Regions from separate parts of the Pan troglodytes genome. Here region 2 is linked to region 1. A link is a contact called in public capture Hi-C data. All regions are on one chromosome and are shown on one strand. Each heading gives the region's core, a stretch centred on a gene start, on an enhancer-like site or on the middle of the called end of the contact. The rest is flanking DNA. Distances are from core to core; before and after follow the strand shown. Region 1 overlaps NEDD4L (NEDD4 like E3 ubiquitin protein ligase). Region 2 overlaps ALPK2 (alpha kinase 2).

Evidence for each region. Capture Hi-C pulls out chosen DNA fragments and counts their contacts.
Region 2: a contact with region 1 is called in a capture Hi-C map of stem cell-derived neural stem cells, with 4 times the contacts expected there. The contact joins two enhancer-like sites. A contact is called at or near these places in 1 of 7 Hi-C or Micro-C datasets (stem cell-derived neural progenitor cells) and 1 of 1 other capture datasets (stem cell-derived neural stem cells).

The regions. Positions count from the first base shown.
Region 1 is chr17:68,395,414-68,402,650 of NHGRI_mPanTro3-v2.0_pri, reverse strand. It overlaps NEDD4L (NEDD4 like E3 ubiquitin protein ligase), which reads right to left. Exons shown (of 31, transcript XM_001140979.7): 11 at 5,748-5,924; 12 at 2,764-2,838; 13 at 1,115-1,174. Among named protein-coding and RNA genes, the nearest start is that of MIR122, 120 kb to the left of the region's middle. Within about 2 kb of position 1,285, at least 1 of the 24 cell types and tissues checked has an H3K27ac peak or open chromatin away from gene starts, as enhancers often do. A contact at or near this core is called in stem cell-derived neural stem cells, where this site is marked.
Region 2 is chr17:68,554,663-68,561,465 of NHGRI_mPanTro3-v2.0_pri, reverse strand. The region is part of intron 12 of ALPK2 (alpha kinase 2); the gene reads left to right. Among named protein-coding and RNA genes, the nearest start is that of MIR122, 41 kb to the right of the region's middle. Within about 2 kb of position 1,780, at least 5 of the 24 cell types and tissues checked have an H3K27ac peak or open chromatin away from gene starts, as enhancers often do. A contact at or near this core is called in stem cell-derived neural stem cells, where this site is marked.

The sequences.
Region 1 (7,237 bases), core at 36-2,535:
AAGTTATCCACAAGTAATGAGCAGTTACAGCAAAATACAACACAGGTGAAACAATAAGGAAATTCTTTTTTTTTTTTTTTGAGATGGAGTCTCGCTCTGTCGCCCAGGCTGGAGTGCAGTGGTGCGATCTCAGCTCACCGCAACCTCCCAGGTTCACGCCATTCTCCTGCCTCAGCCTCCCGAGTAGCTGGGACTACAGGCGCTCACCACCACGCCCGGCTAATTTTCTGTACTTTTAGTAGAGACGGGGTTTCACTGTGTTAGCCACGATGGTCTCGATCTCCTGACCTCATGATCCACCTGCCTCGGCCTCCCAAGGTGCTGGGATTACAGGCATGAGCCACCGTGCCCGGCCAGGAAATTCTTTAAACAGCTATTGCAGTGCGAAGCATAAACTATAAGCTAGCCTAACTTTAGGGATCAAGTAGAAAACAGGCAATTAAAATACAAATCTAAGTCACCCACAAACAGGAATACCATACATTCTTTAAAATAATGAATAAGAATGGTTGGCTTAGAGAAACATAAATTTTTCTAGATCACTTACATATCCTAATTATGCTCCCTTGGAATTACGGAAACTTGTTCATTGTGTGAGGAGAGCCCCTGGTGGCAGAGAAAGGGTCACTGGTGCATTCTGGGGACAAGAAAAGTCTAACCCCCTGTGAAAAATGTGGTAGGGGAGATACAGAAAAGAGAAGGGCCCTGGGCACACCCAGGAATCACACACACAGTCTCATGCAATTCCTGTGGCTTCTTTGATGATCTTCCAACCAAATTATTTTAACCAAGCATTCTAATGAAATGGAAAAACTTATCAGGAGTACAAACACTAAAAGTCAAAAATATCTTCTAAACGGTCAAGTTAAATGCACTTAACCAAAGCCTGATAGTATTCCTAATAAAATTATGTGGGACTAAAAAAATCATTCTATTTTACCCAGTACCTTTAAACAATCCCCAAATGAGAAGCTTAAAATAAGAAACGTGTGCAGCTCTGTAGCACAAAGGAGCTAATCTTATTTTTAAAAAGAGCGTATATTCACCACTACACGAAATATTAAAACTGCCTCACGGCCTCTTGCTATTGATGTCTGATAAAGTGGATCATTACCGTTGGTTCCTCACCACCCGTGACAGTTGATGAACGCGCTCTCCCAGCTGGGGCACTGGGCTGTGAATGATAATTTACATCAGTGAAACGCACTTAGGGGATGAGCCCCTGCTGTCTGAATCAGGGCCCACTGCTGTGGCAGCGCTGTAAGGCAGGTGACATGAGATCAGAATCCCTGAAACCCACCCTGTCCAGACAAAGCCAGCAGTCGCTGATGACCAGTAGCACAAAGGAAGCGTGACCCCTATGCCACCCAAGGTGGCTCATCCTTGACCTGGGTAAACAATGACAACCTCAAAAGAGTGAGCTGCCTTAGAGAAAAATGGAAAGCTGGTCTGGTTTTGCCTGCCATTGTCAAATAATTAGCAGATTCTGAAATCTCCCCAACCTCAAAACTCAAGAGGCCACTGGTGATCAGTGAGTTTACAGCATCAGAAAGTACAAAGAAAGAGGGAGGAATCACCAGTTTCCAGGAAAGTGAGTTCTTTGGGAAATAAAATTGACATTGATTTTGAAAAGGAGAGAAAGTGCCATTCGTTCAAGGAAAATCACAGATCATGAGGTTGAGAAGGATCCTACCAGTCCATCTCAGTTGATTGTTTTGTTTTTGGGGGCCCTGTACTGAAACCATCCCAGAAAAGACGCTCTTATCAAGCTTATTATTAAGTCTCTCCAGTGTAAGTCACAAATGACTCTATTATTTTGACTGCTTCCTTGACTAGTATACTCATTAATTTTTTCTCAAACATAAAAAATTAAAACCTAGGCCAAAATATCCTTTGAAGTCAAGAAAAAACATACATGAGAGGGAAGACACTGTGATTTCAAAAACCTTAAATGCACTTTTCCCCCTTCAAATTCATACATAATACATTATTAGTCTTAAAAATGATCAAGGTTTTGTAGCAACAGACAAAAACTGTCAAGGTAAAATATCAAATTGAACACATTAAAACCACATATTTTCACCTCCAAAAGAAGAAACAAATTTATGTAAAATTTCTTATTTTTAATGTGTACATCAAACATCTCTCAAGGCAGTTCTAGTCTGCCTTCCAACTTGAATATTTCTTTTTACATACATCAGATGTTACAAAATCCCCTACACTTCTACATTTGCTGATAGCTATTAAAATGATGAGAGAGTTGGAAAGAATTATAGCCAATTCCTGGTGAGCAGAGCTGCCTTTAAAGAGAAGGTACAGAGACTCTGTAGAGTTCAGACTTCAGGTCATTAGGAAGGGAAAGGAACATGTGGACGGTCGGTCGCCCAGAAGAGTTCTTCCTGGTTAAAGGGACTCAATGTGTTTTCAAAGTACAGATCACTGGAGCATAACTATAGTAACTCAATAAGGTAAAAGGAATTACTAACTAAAGTACCAAGAAGTTTAAGTGAGCAAATCAAAATTGGTATAAATTTGGGTGAAAAACTAAAGCAATGGAGGTTCCAGCATTTTAGAGATGGGTGGCAGTAACAATTCTCTGTATTGGAAATCCACTTTCCTAGGGCAATTGGCCAGGAAATTTAAAAACATCTCATTTATATGGTAAATAAATTTACACAGGAAAAACTCTTTGTGCAGCAGCCCAGATGATTGTAAATGAAAGCCCAAAAAGTCAATTGATGACTGGAAATTAGCATGGGTTACCGGTGGTAGATGGCCCTGTTCTGCAACTGCGTCGGTGACACTGCATGACCTCAACCTTGAGGAGGGTTCTCTTTGCTGGAAGGAGAGGAAAAGACAGGAAGCATCAAGAAATATATTCTTAAAAGCAACTTTCATTGGTTTAACAAATATATCACTCAACCATATTCACCGCTCTTCGATATTAGAAGGTAATTAAATGAAACATCTTTTCAGAACAAGGACAGTCATCCTTGAAAAAGTTATCTTTCACTTTAATTTTCAGTTAAGCAGACTGGAATTTTGATTGGTCCTTAGAATTAGTGGCAAAAATAAGAGGAGACCAAAACTTTCAGAAAGGAGACTCAACAGGACTTTGCAACCCTCTAATGCTGCTTTACAAACAGAAAGAAGCTAGCAGTCTTGTAGTTTGCTTTAAGATGCACCCTCAGGGTAAATTTTAATGTGATGTGAATAGACGGAAAAAGAGGAAGAAATAGTGATATGTGGCTACCCAACATTTATTGATTATTACAATTGAGAAAGAGTCAGTTGCATCCTATATTCAGAGGAGCTCAGACATCATCTTGGCCTACTTCTGAAAGATCTGGTATTTATAATTTTAGCTGCTCTTTTTTTTTTTTAAATATAGAGTCTTGTTCTATTGCTCAGGCTGGAGTGCAGTGGCGTGATCTCAGCTCACTGCAACCTCTGCCTCCCAGGTTCCAGTGATTCTCTTGTCTCAGCCTCCTGAGTAGCTGGGACTAAAAGCCCCCACCACCACACTTGGCTAATTTTTTGTATTTTTAGTAGAGATGGGGTTTCACCATATTGGTCAGGCTGTCTCGACCTCCTGACCTCAGATGATTCACCCACCTCGGCCTCCCAAAGTACTGGGATTACAGGTGTGAGCCTCCATGCTCAGCCAATTTTAGCTTCTAAGTGGACTTCAAGTAGTAAAGACAGGAATGATTAAAAATAGTGAGATCAAGCTTAAAAAAAAAGATCTACTGTGTAGTGTCTTAATATTCCTCTAACTTGTTTGTATTAGTCTATGTGGTTAAATGAAGCCTAATTGATATGAATGAAGATTAGCAGCAGGTCACACACAGAAGCCAGAGTCTCCTTATCGGCAAGTTCATCCATGGTATCGGTTTCTAGTATTTACTCATTTTTAATATTTTGTGATAAGTAAATGGTACAAGAAGACTCTGTGGTAGGGATGGGGGACAATTCACATCTTCCCACATTGGTTACTGTGAAAGAATCAGTCTTTAATAAAAGTGTCACTCTGTTGCTCAGGCTGGAGTGCAGTGGCGCGATCTTGGCTCACTACAACCTCTGCCTCCTGGGTTCAAGAAATTTTTGCACCTTGGCTTCCTGAGTAGCTGGAACTACAGGTGCACCCCACCACACCCGGCTAAGTTTTGCATTTTTAGTAGAGACGGGGTTTCACCATGTTGGCCAGGCTGGTCTTGAACTCCTGACCTCAGGTGATCCGCCTGCTTCAGCCTCTCAAAGTGCTGGGATTATAAGCATTAGCCACTGCGCCCAGCCAAAGCTCATGTTCTTGCCCTTGAATACAGGGTAATCCCAATAAGCAAATATCCGATTTGACTCTCATTTAACAGTGAACATGATGTGAAATAATACAATATTGTATTTGGGTCTTAATGATATTTCACAGATCTAGAATAATTAAATTCAGGAGCTCCTCATTTAAAGAACTAGAATTGCTAACTTATGATTATTGCTGAAAAAAATTACGGTGTTTACTTGGTTTACTAAAGGTGTGTTACTGCCATGGATTCTGTGGTACCTCCTTGCTTTCATAGGTTTTAAATACAAGGCTTCATTGTTTATGTTGTTTCTATAACAACAGTTTTATCAGTTCAAATATCCCATATATATGCAATTTCTTTTATCCTGTCCATTTAGTACTACATTTTCATCTTGGCGACACATCTCTTTTTGAAAAAGTCACAGAATTTTAATGTGAAATCACATTAACTGAATGATAAATGCAACTCATGTAATAGAGGCGTATACTGTCTTTTAAAATAAAAACACCATAACCAAAAAGTAACAATTTTGTGAGTACTTACTTGCTTTTACATTGTATGCAGTGCTATCATTTATGTTTGTTATGGTCATAGTAATGACTATTTTTTTTTAGGATGCCATTTTCAGTGGAGTGATTACCATCATTTACTATTGTACATTTTTAAGTTCAGTTTCTTGAGAAACACTGAGACTTCATTTGCTCTTAATTCTATGCACAAGCAGGGCTTTTCTATGGGTTATTTCTGCACAATTTTGTATTGTCAAACATGGAAGTCTTTGTGACTGATTCCACTGGGCTCAGGCATTGGGCCCATCTGAAGCTTCTAGAAAGTATGTTTCTGATGGTTGAGAGCCCAAGTTAAAATGCTACCTTGATGACAGTGTCACAATTTCACAACATTTCTCAAGGGTTCATACTCTGGGACTTAGGAGACGTCTTCTATCTCCCATTCAAACCTTGTCTTGGATGAGCCACTTAAGCATTGTGCCCTTATCAGCAAAATGAGAATGATAAATCCTGCAGAATATGACTTAAGAGGACTGATTAGGCCCGATGGCTTTTAATTGTTACTGTGAAATACTACCTTTGTGATAAAGGTACTATTTTCATGAGCCTTTTGGCTGGGAAAGGAATTCTACAAGGTTAAAGCTAATAATTACAGACATCATGGAGTTTTACTTCTTTGAGTTCTTTATAAACCAAGAAAGTGTTAGTGGTATAAGGGTGAGCAAAGCTGCCTTCCAAATCAAGAAAGATTCTCACCTGCTTGGGCTAATTTTAGTACAGTCCTGCTTCTCCTAGGGAAGGAGGAACTTTGGAAAATGTCAGAGTTAGCTGGGAGCTGGAAGACCCTTGGTCACTATTTACATAAGAGATTCTCCTTAAGCAACAAAAAGCAATAAAACATTGCTCAGCTTTTCTTTCAAACAAGGCCACTACTTACAATCAAAGAGCTGAACTGTTCCCCATTGGAGTCTGGAGTGATCTGAAGCCTTCTGCTTAGTTCCTCTGAGAGCTCCTGAGGGCTGGTCCGAGATCCTGGGGAGGCCGGTGGTGGGGGCAGAGCCAGACCGAGAGAGTCTCCAGCGATATTCACTTCCTCTGAAATGGTCTCCCAAGGCTTTCAGAGAAGGAGACACTGGGGTAAACACTAGGAAGTAGGGATCTACCCAGCTCCCCAGTGAAACCATGTAACAACAATGGCCCTGGTGATAACTATAATTAACACCTACTAAGTGCCTCTTATGAGGCACACAACCTTCACAATAATCACGAGGAAGATAACTCCCCCAATTAACAGATGAGGAAACTGAGGCACAGAGAATAACCTGCCCAAGGTAACATCTAGCAAGTGGTAGGGCCATGATGTGAATCAAAGAGGCCTGGTTCCAGACAGAGGCTGTGCTCTTAACCACTTTATAACACTCCTCTCTGAACAGTGACTGATTTCCAGCACTTGTTACTATATGTGTGGGCAAAAAAACAAACACACACACACACTTCTCTGGAGTTTATAAACAATTGTCATGGATTTTCTTTTACTTTTAACCAATGAGGATTCACCGTGAGAGCAGCATAGAAGCTATACGCTGTAATTAAACAATGGTATAAAATAACTTAGAGTGAATGTGTTATGGAATCATTACTTTTGCTTTTCCAAGTTGAATCACCACATTCTAAATGATCTTCCTAACACAATGTCTAAGAAGAATGGATTTTTAGTACGTAAACAGAGCTGGTAAGACAGCATGGAAGATTATGGCTAATTTGTTGTTTAATTCATAACGTTTTAAGTAACATACCATAACTATTTAAAGGGAAAATTACACATTTCTGTTCACCTAAATTTATATTTTCATGGTAATAAATCTCTTCCAAGTGTCAAAGCAACTCAATAAAAATATGCATATGATACCCAAACAAGTTACAGGGCTCATTCAACAGCTCAACTATGATAAAAACAAGCTGTCATTTAATGAGACATGGTTAGACCCCGGTGAAAAATAAATTACAAAGTAAAAATATCTTAAGATTTTCATACTGAAACATAATGTGGGCTGGACACAGTGGCTCATGCCTGTAATCTAAGCACTTTGGGAGGCCAAAGCAGGTGGATCATGAGGTCAGGAGTTCAAGACCAGCCTGGACAACATGGTGAAACCCGTCTCTACTAAAAAAAAAAAAAAAAAAAAAAAAAATTAGCCATTGTGATGGCATGCACCTATAACCCCAGCACTTTAGGAGGCTGAGGCAGCAGGCGGATCTCGAGGTCAGGAGATTGAGACCATCCTAGCCAACATGGTGAAACCCCATTTCTACTAAAAATACAAAAATTAGCCGGGCGTGGTGATGCGTGCCTGTAATCCCAGCTACTCAGGAGGCTGAGGCAGGAGAATTGCTTGAACCCAGGAGGCGGAGGTTGCAGTGAGCCGA
Region 2 (6,803 bases), core at 531-3,030, 160 kb before region 1:
CTACACCTAGCCCCTGAAACTGGAAGTGAGCTAGATAAATATTAGTTTCCCTTCGCTCCTCATGTCTTAGCCTGACACCAGAGTAGGCAAATTTCGTGCTGTTATTTAGAACAACTCTCTACCAAAACAAAGAAGAAACCTGCCCAAGAAGTTTCAAAAATGAAGATGGTCGTGATTATTTAAGACATCTTTTAAATTCAAGTCAATAGCTTCCAGGAACCCAGACCCACTGGGAGCTTCGAATGGTACATTTTTTTTCCTCCTGATTTAAAAAGAAATCCAATCCTTTGGTTTTGTTCTCAGCTTTAATGTGACTTATCTGGCCCGGGACAGCTGCCCAAGACCCATTAGAAGCACTGACGGCTGGAGCCCAGTGCAGAATGCTGTCTATAAAGTATTACTTACTCATTGCCTTCCCACCCAAGGAGAGGCCAAGGAGCAGGAGCTGGGAGAGGAGGAGATTCTGAAGTGTTTGAGAGCTTTGGCAGGGATATTAGATCTTCTTGTCTTTTGTTTTTTAAAAACTTTTCTTTAAACTTTACCTTTTTAAGCCACAGTTTTTTTCCCAAAAGAAATATATCTTACAATCACAGTTTGAAAAACTGATGAAAAGGGAAAACTTCTCCAAACAGAGCATAAGAGGTGGTTGAGAGACCTCTTTAGAGGCTCCTGGGAACCCCTCTGGAGTGGAAACCAGTGATCAAGCCCGACCTCCTCACTTCACAGGTGAGGAGGCATGGGGCATGGGGCATGGGGCATGGGGCAGCCTGCTTGCTGGCAGGAGTCAAGAAGTCTTTCCTGCTTGAAGTCAGCACCCCAAAGTGAACGGCAGATCCTCAATGCTGGGAGGCGAGGCACAATTGAAAAAGTTCTCCAGTGAATGTCAAAGCCGCAAAAGGGAGCTAACTCATGAGAACAGACTTGGAAAGGGCTCAAGTTCAAGGGCACTCTGCAGACAGGAAAGTCCAGGTGGGAGGCAAATGAGCTGGGGAAGAAAGGAAGGCGAGCATTGCAGACTGCAGACAGCAGGAGAGAAGATGGAGGAATAAGGGTTGATCGAGCAAGTTCTCTTGATTCTTAGCAAGCAACTGTGAGTGAGCTTAGTTCATTCATGATGCAAAGGGAGAGTCGCAAGTTCTATGGGGGGGCTGGTACCTGGCAGGGTTCAGCTGGGGGAACAGCACCATCATAAGAAGCAGTGCTCCGTGTGTCATTAAAAAAAAAAAATTCCCATATGTCTCAATCAGGACCATATATTTGGCTGCTGACACCCCAGTCATGCAACCTGTTTTGCTGTCTTGTTCAATGAAGTCAAAGGCTATGATCCTATTTCAGGAGTAATTACTCTAATCTCATAAAATAAAATAGAGAATTGTCATGACTTACTCATTTTAATTCAACTTTACTTCATTGTATGTTCCTTATAACAGGAGTATGTCATATTTCTCTTGGGAGCCAGAGATATAAATATGTCTGGAAACACATCCCCTGTACCTCAGCCACCTCAATCTTTTGGCAAATGTTGAGTACAAAAATTTCAAGTTACAAAGTATGGCAAGTAAGATTGTTTTGACATCCAGTAATCCACTTTCTAGATAGACCCAAGATACTAACCCGTTGAACAAATTTCTGATTGGAAATTACACAAGGAAAAAAGGCCTAATTTTATAACTGGAGATTTGGAAATGTAACCTAACCAACTCCAGACCGATCTAAAGCCATGCGTGCAGTGGAGCCGAACTGCAAACTCATGCTTCTCTCCAGCCAGTCGGGGAGTTCCCGGGGGAGGCGACCAGATTGCAATTCAACCACCAGAGGGCTCCAGAACCAATACTTTGCCCTTTGTAGTCTCCCCTAAAAAGCCAATTTCCTGTTGCCAGATTGAAATAAAACAAAGAAAAGTACCATTAGCAGATTTCTTCCCTGGCAGTAAGCATTAGACCAAAATAAGATTAATATGGACAGCCATAAAGGACACCCCTCGCAGTGGCTGCCAGCCAGCCTTGCATCTTTCTACCCTCGGAGGAAGGAACGACGAGGCTTAAGGATGTGTGGCTTGTGTCAAGCGTCCCTGACATGGAAGCCAAATTCCCGAGACCCTGGACAGAAGCCTGGATGATTCATTCATGTAGCAGGAGGAGAGCTGCCTTGAGAAAGCAGGCTCCATTGGGGTCTGTGTGCCTAGCTCTGGTCCTGGCCATGAACAGGAGAAAAGATCAAAATAGACTCCCACACTCGGCCAAGCTGAGTTCCAAAAGAAAGGCTCTGCCCTCAATGCCCACAAGCAGATGGAGGGGACGGCAGCCACCTGGGATGCTTTGCCCAGTCACAAGGCCGAGCCACCACCGTACCTGGAGAGGAAGGGCCAAAACAAACTTGGAGGTGGGAAGAAACAATCTAATCCGAAGAAACACGCCCCGAGAATAGGCTTATGTGCATGAGTGGTGACTCCAGGCAGACTATTTAAAGCAATGCATGAGTCTGCCAGGAGAGGAAACAAAGGGACATTGGAACAGAATTCCTGATGCCTTTAAAGTGTCTCATAGCAGGGCCATGTCACTATAGAACACCAAACATTTCAGCTGAGTCCCCAATGCCAGGCATCAGCGGACCAATCTCACAGGCCTGTCAGCTTGAGAAAGGCAATTTTATGCCCCAGATAGCTCCTGTCCCCGCCTGCCACATGGTCACCTGTCCCGGAAGGCCACCTGCATCCCATCTTCATCCGGTCAGGCCATTCTGTAGTAGGGCTGGCTGGCCCGCTGGCTGATTTATGTGGCTAGTCTTTGCCATTAAGGAATTTTGGAGGCTGAAGGGAAGTCTGAAGGGAACAGTGGTGATTTTCGCAGTTTTTGGCAAGGCAGACCCTACTATAGCAGTGCTCTCAGTGTATGGGGGAGTCTCCCAGGCCCAACAGAGCCAGCCGGGACATGCCCCCTCCATGGAGGGACTAGCACAGCAGTCTCCTGGCCTCTACCCAGAAGTCTTACAAAGGACAGTTCTGTTAAAGTGTCTGGAATTGGGATCCATGGGTTCCTCCCACTCCTGACCCTATTCCCTAGTTGTCCCCCTGCCCAGTCCATTCCCCAGGACCTGAGGACTCAGGGACAGGTGCTGCATCGCTTGTCATCCAGCTTCAGAGATGAGTCTGAACAGAGAGAACGTCTAGAGAAGTCTGGTAGATTTGAGATCACCCCTGCAGGACAGACTGGTGGCCAATAGGAGACAGAGGCACGAGGCAGGTACAGGGATGGCCAAGAGGGTTGGGGTGACAGAGCCTGAGCGGACAGGATGGGGTGAAGACCAGAGTAGACAAGAAAAAGGTTATCACTGCCTTCAGGAAGGTCTAAGCCAATGTAGTGTCACCAGGTGGGAGCCTCATGACAGATCAGAGAGGGAATGTGCTGCCAAGATGCCAGCAACTAAACAAGTTTGTCGACTAAAGACAAGGAAAAGTCTAGAAGGTAGCCAGAAAAGGAGGTGTGGGGAATGTGTGTGTGTGTGTGCGCACGTATATGTGTCTGTGTGCGTCTTTGTCTTTGTGTGTGTCTGTGTCTGTGTCCCTGTGTATGTGTGTGCATGTGTCTGTGTGTATATCTGTGTCTGTGTCTTTGTGTGTCTGCCTCTGTGTGTTGTGTGTGTGTGTGTGTGTGTGTGTCTAAAGAGACCTTGCCTGTTTGAAGACAGAGGGGAAGGAGCCTATGGGAAAACAATGAGGGACTAACGGCGGAGTGATGTTCCAGAGTGGTGAGCACCCCTCTGAGGATTCAGAGTTTGTCAATACGGAAGGCCCTGCAGCCCTCGCTGTGCAACTTGGAGCACACTGGAAATGTGGCTTTGCCTCTATCCACCCTCACCGCCACCCACGGCGTCAGCCCAGCTGCTCCTCTGAATGGTGAATTCTCAAAAAGCCTGTACCTAGTGGGAATGCTGACGCGCTTCTCCCTCACCTCAATTACCTGCCCTGTGGCCCTGCAGAGGCTCCTGTAACCGCCCCACAAGTTCTCCTTGCCTGTATGCCTAGACAGGACATGGCCAATTTATCAAGATAGGAATTGCAACAGAGAAAGAGTTTAATTCACATAGAGCCAGCTGTATGGAAGACTGAAGTTTTATTACTACTCAAATCAGTCTCCCTGAAAATTTGGGGATTGGGGGTCGGGAAGTGGGGGTAGTGCTGATTGGTCAGGTCGGAGACGAAATCATAGGGAGTCAAAGCTGTCCTCTTGTGCTGAGTCAGTTCCTGGGTGGGGGCCACAAGACTAAATGAGCCAGTTTATTGATCTGGGAGGCGCCAGTTGATCCATCGAGGGCAGGGTCTGAAAAACATCTCAAGCACCAGGCTTAGGTTTTACAATTGTGATGTCATCCCTAGGAGAAACTGGGGAGGTTTGGAACCTTGTAGCCTCCAGCTGCATGACTCCTAAACCATAATTTCTAATCTTTTGGCTAATTTGTTAGTCCTGCAAAGGCGGTCTAGTTCCCAGGCAAGAAGGGAGTTTGTTTTGGGAAAGGGCTGTTACCGTCTTTGTTTCAAAGTCAAACTATAAACTAAGTTCCTCCCCAAGTTAGTTTGGCCTCTGCCCAGGAAAGAACAAGGAGAGCTTGGAGGTGAGAAGCAAGACGGAGTCGGTTCAGTCAGATCTCTTTCACTGTCACAATTTTCTCAGTTATAATTTCTGCAAAGGTGGTTTCACTCCCATTTGCAGATAAAACCAGCACAGGCCTTTGGGGATCAGAGCTCTGGGGCTTAGGACAGTGGGCGAATCTCAGGCTGCTTATCTGGTGGGTGTCTACCTACAACGCCCCCTCCTCGGTTTTTTGTCTTCAATTCGTTTCCATTTCAGATACTAACGAATGGACTGTGTGCTTCCTGCATATTCATGGGGATGGGACTCATGCGACCTCAAAAACAGACCCATAGTAGATGAGTGCTTCTCCCCCTCCCCTGGGCTCCTCTCTGAGCTCTCTTCTTCGGGACTCCTGTCTCACAGAACCTCCTGGTTGAGCGTGCCATCAAAAGCAATGAGAGTAGAAACTGTGCAAATGTACAGGGATTCTAGAATGTGTTGCCAGCAGACGCAGAGACCAGACTCATTGAAGGTGGGGCACCTCTGCCCTCCTCTCACATTTTTCTGCAGAAAGAGGGAACTTTTTGTATTCTTTTTTTTTTCTCCAGCCAGGGAGGCTATGAGGGAAGAGAGAGCCAGGGCTTGGTTTCTGTTGGGGTAGCTGGGACTGTGGCTTCAACTGAGGCCTGAGGGAGGGGCCATAGCACTGGGCAAGAAGGGCAGAAAGTGCCAGGAAGCAAGGGGAGGGGCTGGACTTTGTTCAGAGGGAGATGGGGCCATCCAAGCAGTTGCTTGGCCATGACAAGATCTGACCTGCACCACCTGGACCAGGCGGAAAGCAGGGGCGAATTGCCTGGAGGCTCCCCTGACTGGCCCAAGGAGGGGCAGTTGTGGCTCAGATGGCATTTGTTCAGATAAGTTGCTGAAGGTTACCTGCCCCAAGAGAAGGTCACCTTGTAGACATCCTCAAGGGGGACAACTTCTCTAGAAAACACAGATCTGGTTACACTACCACGTCCCCGCCCTCAAAAGCTCCATGAATTTTTAAAAGTGCTTTTCAAAGTAATTATGTGAAACAAGATTTCTGTTGTCAAGTAATTTTGGGAAACCCTAGGTTGAATAAGTTTAGGAAGTTTCTTTTTTTCTTTCTTTTTTTTTTTGAGACGGACTCTCACTCTGGCACCAAGGGTGGAGTGCAGTGGCACAATCCTGGCTCACTGCAACCTCGTTCAAGCGATTCTCCTGCCTCAGTCTCCTGAGTAGCTAAGACTACAGGCACACGGTACCACGCCCAGCTAATTTTTGTATTTTTAGTAGAGACGGGGCCAGGATGGTCTCAATATCCTGACCTCATGATCCACCAGCCTTGGCCTCCCAAAGTGCTGGGATTACAGCTTCCAAAGTGCTGGGATTACAGACATAAGCCACCATGCCCGGCCAGGAGACTTCTTTAGTGTGAGACTTCATAGGGTCTTTAAAGAGCTGATGTGTATTTTGAATGTCCTAGGGACAAGGAAAGATATTATTATTATGATGATTGTTTTGAGATAGGGTCTTTCTCTGTTGTCCAGGCTGGAATGTAGAGTCCTGATCACGGCTCACTGCTGCCTCGAACTCCTGGGCTCATGTAATCCTCCTGCCTCAGCCTCCCAAGAAACTGGAACTACAGGCATGCACCACCACACCCAGCTATTTTTAATTTTTTTTTGTAGGGGTGGGGTCTCACTATGTTGCCCAGGCTAGTCTCAAACTGCTGGGTTCAAGCAGTCCTCTCACCCTGGACTCTCAAAGTGCTGGGATTACAGGCGTGAGCTACCTACCATACCAAGCCTAGGAGAGATATCAGATAGCATTTCTCACAGCATTTACATCACAGAATTTCAAAGACTCTTGTGGGACTGTTGCTCATGAGAACGTATTTTGGAAACCAGCATGCCACAGGAGAAATGGCACAGCATGGCTTTGAAACATTTTCACACATCCTCCGACGGCATCTCCCCTCAGAACACCTGCTCTGGCTCACAACGTGCCTCTGAACCTTACCATGTTGTTCCCTCTGCCAGATAAACCCCAAACCATCTTTCCTGTAGGAAATCTTGTAGGAATCTGCTCGGCAGTGTGAAAATGGCACCCTCCGCGTTTCCACAGAACTTCCTCCCGCTGAGATGTGACAGCTTGCTCCAAGATGGCCGCTTTTGGGAAAGTGCCGCTCCGCTTATTAATTAATCCCTT